Regions from separate parts of the Mus musculus genome. Here region 2 is linked to region 1. Evidence: chromatin contacts called from public Hi-C data. All regions are on one chromosome and are shown on one strand. Each heading gives the region's core, a stretch centred on a gene start, on an enhancer-like site or on the middle of the called end of the contact. The rest is flanking DNA. Distances are from core to core; before and after follow the strand shown. Region 1 has its middle 88 kb from the start of Gm38759. Region 2 has its middle 4.1 kb from the start of Nog.

The links. A called contact is a pair of places that touch in the nucleus more often than the background predicts.
Region 2: a contact with region 1 is called in a Hi-C map of uterus, with 2.5 times the contacts expected there. The contact joins two enhancer-like sites. A contact is called at or near these places in 6 of 39 promoter capture datasets (the 3T3-L1 cell line, 3T3-L1-derived adipocytes, cranial neural crest and 3 more), 4 of 484 Hi-C or Micro-C datasets (embryonic stem cells, muscle stem cells and uterus), 8 of 115 datasets of contacts at active chromatin or transcription factors (embryonic forebrain, embryonic hindbrain, embryonic stem cells and 5 more) and 3 of 9 other capture datasets (adipose tissue, liver and pancreatic islet).

What each region holds. Positions count from the first base shown.
Region 1 is chr11:89,208,413-89,211,345 of GRCm38.p6, reverse strand. No RefSeq gene overlaps it. Among named protein-coding and RNA genes, the nearest start is that of Gm38759, 88 kb to the right of the region's middle. Within about 2 kb of position 1,560, at least 14 of the 459 cell types and tissues checked have an H3K27ac peak or open chromatin away from gene starts, as enhancers often do.
Region 2 is chr11:89,296,994-89,299,926 of GRCm38.p6, reverse strand. No RefSeq gene overlaps it. Among named protein-coding and RNA genes, the nearest start is that of Nog, 4.1 kb to the left of the region's middle. Within about 2 kb of position 1,551, at least 79 of the 459 cell types and tissues checked have an H3K27ac peak or open chromatin away from gene starts, as enhancers often do.

The DNA of each region.
Region 1 (2,933 bases), core at 311-2,810:
ATAAAATGTGCTTCCCTTTGCATATGAAGAGACAAGGATTTATTGAACCTGGCGCCATGATATAGGGATATAAAAGTGAACAGGAGTCATACAGCCTGTTCCTGGCACCGTTAACAGTTTAAACAGGGGCAGGGGGCATCAGGCAAGTGAACAGATGTGCAGCATCTGGCACCAGGAGGGATACAAAGAAGCACAGAGAACAGTTTTTCACCTTGGAGGAGTTTCTCCATGGTGGTATGCATCTGTTATCTCCCTGGTCCTCCTGCCAGCCAATAACATACGATTGCAGGTGAGCAACATAGGTGTAGAGATGAAGCCAGGAAATGCAGCTGCCCATCACCAGAGTAAAACTGGCCCAGCCAGCGACCAAGATAGGACTATCACCCAGAAGTCTCTGTAAACTTAATCTGGAGTACAACTTCTTAGGGCAGTAGAGTTGAAAGAGCCTGGAGTAGTAAGCAATCTGTTATGCCCAGGACCCGGGCCTATGGATAGGCAGTCTAGGTTTAGCATGAAGACACTGGATAAGAAATGCCAAACAGGGGCTAGAGAGATGGGTTCAGCAGTTAAGAGAACTGACTGCTCTTCCAGAGGTCCTGAGTTCAATTCCTGGCAACCACATGGTGGATCACAACCATCTATAATGGGATCCAATGCCCTCTTCCAGTGTATCTGAAGATAGCTACAGTGTACTTATATACTATACAGTAAATAGAAAGAAAGAAAGAAAGAAAGAAAGAAAGAAAGAAAGAAAGAAAGAAAGAAAGAAAGAAAGAAAGAAAGAAAGAAAGAATAAAGAAATGCAAAACAGGTGTTTTGGTTGACAAACCATAAGCCTAGCTCAAGGCTCTGCTGGGTCCAAAGAAAGAAGTACCAGTAGGTCTGTCAAGAGCTCTGCTCATCACTACAGGCAGTGTCTGATCCTTAATGGTACCCACAGACTACCGGAAACCAGTCCTTGCCACCTCAGGCCAGCTGGATGGCTGAGGGACAGAGTACAGGGCAATAGGATAAAGCAAACAAATGGTGCCTTCCCAAATTTTAGAGCTGGGTGGGAATCCAACAGACAGAGCTGTCATGTCTCAGCCCAACCACACATGAGCGCTGGAAATGGCTAGTAACACCATCTTGGGTTCTTCACATCACACACCTATCACATTTAGCTCTAACCTAAACCTGACCCCGACCCCACACAACCTGCATCCCTTAAGCCTCTAAGCACCTTTCCCCTTCTTCTTCTAAGGCATGCTTCTTCTAAGGCATGTGTCCCCCTGTTCGATGCTCATCCCCTTGAAGCCCCAAGGAGTGCGGGTGTTTTCTGGCTGCCCCAGATCACTCCCCCACTCTGATCTATGAGTTGTTTTGATTTCCTCCTTTGAACTCTTCTCATCCTGCTCCCAGCGGCAGACAGGGATACTGAATTAAGCCACAGACAAGTTGGAGACAATGAGCTTGCGCGGGGAGGAGGGGGACCTCCATCTCCCACCCTCACCCCCTGGCCTCCCTTGCCCTCCTCAAAATCTGCAGACATCTGCAGCTGGAGCCCAGCACTGGAGTTATAAAGAAGAGCTGCAGGGTGAGGAACAGCCCTGGGCCCTCGAGAGTTGGAGTGACTGGCGTTAACCTCCAGCAGAGAGGCGCTCACCCAATTTGCGAGGGAGCTTTTGTTTTTCGCCCCTCAGCAGAGGTGCCTGGGCCATGTTGAAGATTTAACCAAATTATAATGAATGATCCTGAGTAGCGCTGTGCCCCTAATTAGAACAAGTCGCACAGACATATTGTCTCCCTGATTTCCTCTGTTCCATTTCTCGCCCTCTCTTTCTCTGCTCGGGACACATGGGCCCCATTAAACATTTTAGTATTTAATGTGGTTCCCTTAAATTACTTCTCAAGTTTTCGAGTTCCATTTAGAATTGGATTTTACTCTTTGACTCTGTGTGTGTGTGTGTGTGTGTGTGTGTGTGTGTGTGTGTGTGTGTGTGTGTGTGTGTGTGTTTGAGGCTTTGTACGTTTCATAACCGCTCTTTTTCTCCACCTAGTGGAGACTGTGAAAACCACTTAGCCGCACCCAGGGTGGAGGATGGGGTAACCAAGGGCAAGGTGGTCCCTGGGACCCTCCATCCACGGGAGCCGTCTATTACATTGTTCAGCCATAAGGAAGAACTGAAGACAGACCAGAGCTTATACTGCCAACTTTGTGCCTTGGCCTGTGACCTCATCCCTTCTAGGTATACCTTAATTTCTACCAAAAAGGGGGTAGGGGGACAGAGGGGTGCTTTAAAGTTCTTCCTGGAGGTCAGTGTAGAAAGGGCCCATATTTAAACTCCCTTGAGACAGTCTTGGACTCCACTGCAGACGGCCTGTGCTTCAGAAAGAGGAATTTCTTCCCTCGCAAAAGCAGAGTTGTCTGAACACTTTGTTCAGAAATGGCCAGGCAGAAGTGAAGGCATACCTCAGGCTGTTCTAGGGGCTGGATTCCTATCCTCTCTGAGAACTGATAGGTGAAATTTTTTTCTCTGTCTGTCTGGATGTAGAAACACTACAAATCCATACCCACACCCAGACAGAGCGTTGCAGGCACATGAGGACTACAGAGTAACATGCCACCAACTGCAGCCACGGTGTGTCTTCAGGAAGACAAGGTCAACACTCCATTTGACCTTAGACCCACGAATGGGAATGTTCTGCATGAGGTCTGTGACCCGGAAGGACTTCTGAGGGTCTCTGTTCCTTCTTGTCACCCCATACCAGGAATACATCTGTGACCAGATGCCCATGTGTTACCTACACACACACACACACACACACACACACACACACACACACACAAGAACTTCCCAAGTCTGTCTAACAGCTCAGAGCATTCAAGGACAAAGAACAAACATATGGTGTAGTCATTAAGGTAGACCCCTAAGAGGCTATCTGTGCGACTC
Region 2 (2,933 bases), core at 302-2,801, 89 kb before region 1:
GTCCCAAATTTCAGAGGTGTGTGAATCTGGGTACAAATCACCAACTCTGGGACCTGCACTGAGGAGAGGGACATGACACCCCCCTTCCCTGGACATTTACTCCACTTGGGGTTGAGAAGGGAGGGGAAATCAAAATGGGATTTTTGCTCTTTAGGACAGATGCAAAGTTACCCCTTAAAGGTTCGGGTGAATATCACTGTACCCCACCCTTAAAAATTCATTTTCTTGGAACCGGCTCTAGACTCTCCCGTGCATCTCTTCACCTCAATCCCCAGTGGCCGTCATCCACTCAGCTCCACGTGGGCCGGCTTCCTGACACCGCTCCCCGCTCCTTTTATTTATCTTGGACTCCACAGTCGCTCTCCTTTGCTCCCTTCCCCACCCCCTTGCCACCTCGTCGCGCCTCCCTCCAAGCCTCCTGTCCTCTGCCTCTCCTCCCCCCCCCCCCGAGCTGCCCCCCCCCCCGGAGTCGCAGCGAATCTATGCTAATTATTTCAAACCTGCGCCGAGTCCCCAGCTCAGTCTCAATGCCCCGGGCCCCGCCCTCCCTGTCCCTCCAGCCCGGCGCTTTCTTCCCTCCCGACGCAGCCTCGGTGGCTCCTCATTTCAATAGCCTGGCCCGGGAGCCGGAGCCCCCTCCCCGGCGCTGCCTCCGTCAGCCGTGGGACAGACGTTAGGGTATTCATTAACTGGGAGCCGAGGAATAACGGCATTATTCCCCCAGAGAGGGCACCCTGCCCCCGCGACTATCTGAGGCTTCATTGTAAAAGGATTAAAAGTTAAAGACCTCCATCTTATGATTCTTTCATTTAATCTTTCTGGCGCCTGGGAGACATGCTCGATGGATGATGGCTTTTAAAATATTCCTAATGTCGGCTACCTTAAGACTCCAAGCCGGGCAAACAAACGTAATTTATTTCCAGAAGAAAGAGGATATTGAGATGTTTAAGTTTATGAACCGCCGTCCCCATGTATATTTGTTAAGTTCTGACAAATACCCAAATAACGTTAAAAATCAGCCATTCATCACTTATGAATTTATGCAAAACTTTCTATGCCCCGGGCCAATATTTTTGTAGACAGAGTTTCACTTGCGAGGGGCGGAGGAGATGGGGAGGAGGGACGAGGAGGGGGCTTGGGTCGGGGTGGGGGGGAGCCCAAAGCAAGAATTTTCATGCCTGGTAAACACGCGAATTATGCGAAGAGAGTTATTCCCAGCTGGGCGGGCAGCCAAAACTCGGAGAGCGCGCGGAGGCCAGCGCCCCCACCCCCACGTTGGTAATGTCATTGGATTACAATGCGAGGTCTTCCCTCCGCGACGCCCCCTCCTCCCGCCGCGGGCCCGCCCGCCCGCCCGCCCGCGCCCCTCCTCCCCACCCCTGCCCACTTGGAAAACCCGCTCGCAGCCGGCGAGCTTCTCGGCTTTCAGAGCCAGGAGCCAGAGTGAGCTGGGAGGACCCGCGCTGCAGACGTGACGGGCTACAGACCACCGCACTGACAGACCCGGAGGGCTGGCCCAAGAAGGCTCCGCGCGCGCACGGAGAACCCTACCGGACGCAGGCGGTCCCACAAGAAGAAGGCAGGAGGCGCTGGTCCTAGAACTAATGTGTGTGCTTGATGCCCTGGCCACTCTCTCCTCCTATTATGATTAGTGTCGATAATACTATAATTCTAAGGGAGAGGGCTGTAAGCAAAGAGGCACCGTCCCCACGGTCACCTACTCCTTACAGGAGAAAAATTGATCTAGGAGTCCTCTATGGAAGCCTGTGTCTATGAACTGACGCAGCTGCTGAGAGACAGTGTCCCCCGTAGAGATTTATAACTATGACAGACACATCGCCTCTGCCAAACCCAGTACCAGTCAGAGTCCAGAGGGTCGGGGCAACTGTCCCTCTCCTCAGGATGGTGAGGGTTCCCTTTCTTTTTTCAATGGCTCCCTTTATTTCCTGCCACCCTTTCAACACCCAGCCACTCTCCACACTCAAGGAAACTAAGGTCAAATGTCCACGGAAGGCCCAAAGGCCCCCAGAGTCTGGGAATGAGATCTGGCTCCCTGTTGAGACAGAGAAGCCGGAGGTCCATTATCAGTCTTGCTTCTGAGACTCCTGGGAAAGGGGATTGAAGCTTGGTGGCAGCTGCAGGAGGAAGCTGGGTGTGTATTAAGAGCTCTTAGCTATGCTACAAGAGGACAGCAAGGGGAGGGCCCAGCCCATATTGGTATTTTGAAGGGGGTGATTCATCCTTTTTCTTTAATGCTCTTGGAATGTTAGGGCTGGAGGGGAGCTTAGATTCCAGTGCCCACCGCTCAATCTGCTGGTGAGAAGACCGTCCTCAGCAGCCGCTTGCTGACATCACATAGCCTGATACCCTTGGCTTTGGCTAGGAGTTCTTTCTCCCTCTCCCTCTCCCTCTCCCTCTCCTCTTCACCATACTCTCTCTCTAAGGGGACTCCTTTCCTCCTTATTCCTTAAATTTATTTAAGGAAAATTTACTGGTGGGAGACAGTTTTGAATTGACACCATCCCAGAGGTTCCTCGAGCTGACTGGCCAATCTGCTGTACCCATTCAACAGGCATGCATTAAGAGTGTCTCTTGAGGCTATGCTGGGGCCTAGCAAACACAGAAGTGGATGCTCACAGTCAGCTATTGGATGGATCACAGGGACCCCAATGGAGGAGCTAGAGAAAGTACCCAAGGAGCTAAAGGGGTCTGCAACCCTATAGGTGGAACAACAATATGAACTAACCAGTACCCCCCGGAGCTCGTGTCTCTAGCTGCATATGTATCAGAAGATGGCCTAGTCAGCCATCAGTGGAAAGAGAGGCCCATTGGACACGCAAACTTTATATGTCCCAGTACAGGGGAATGCTAGGGCCAAAAAGTGGGAGTGGGTGGGAGGAGGGTATGGGGGACTTTTGGGATAGCATTGGAAA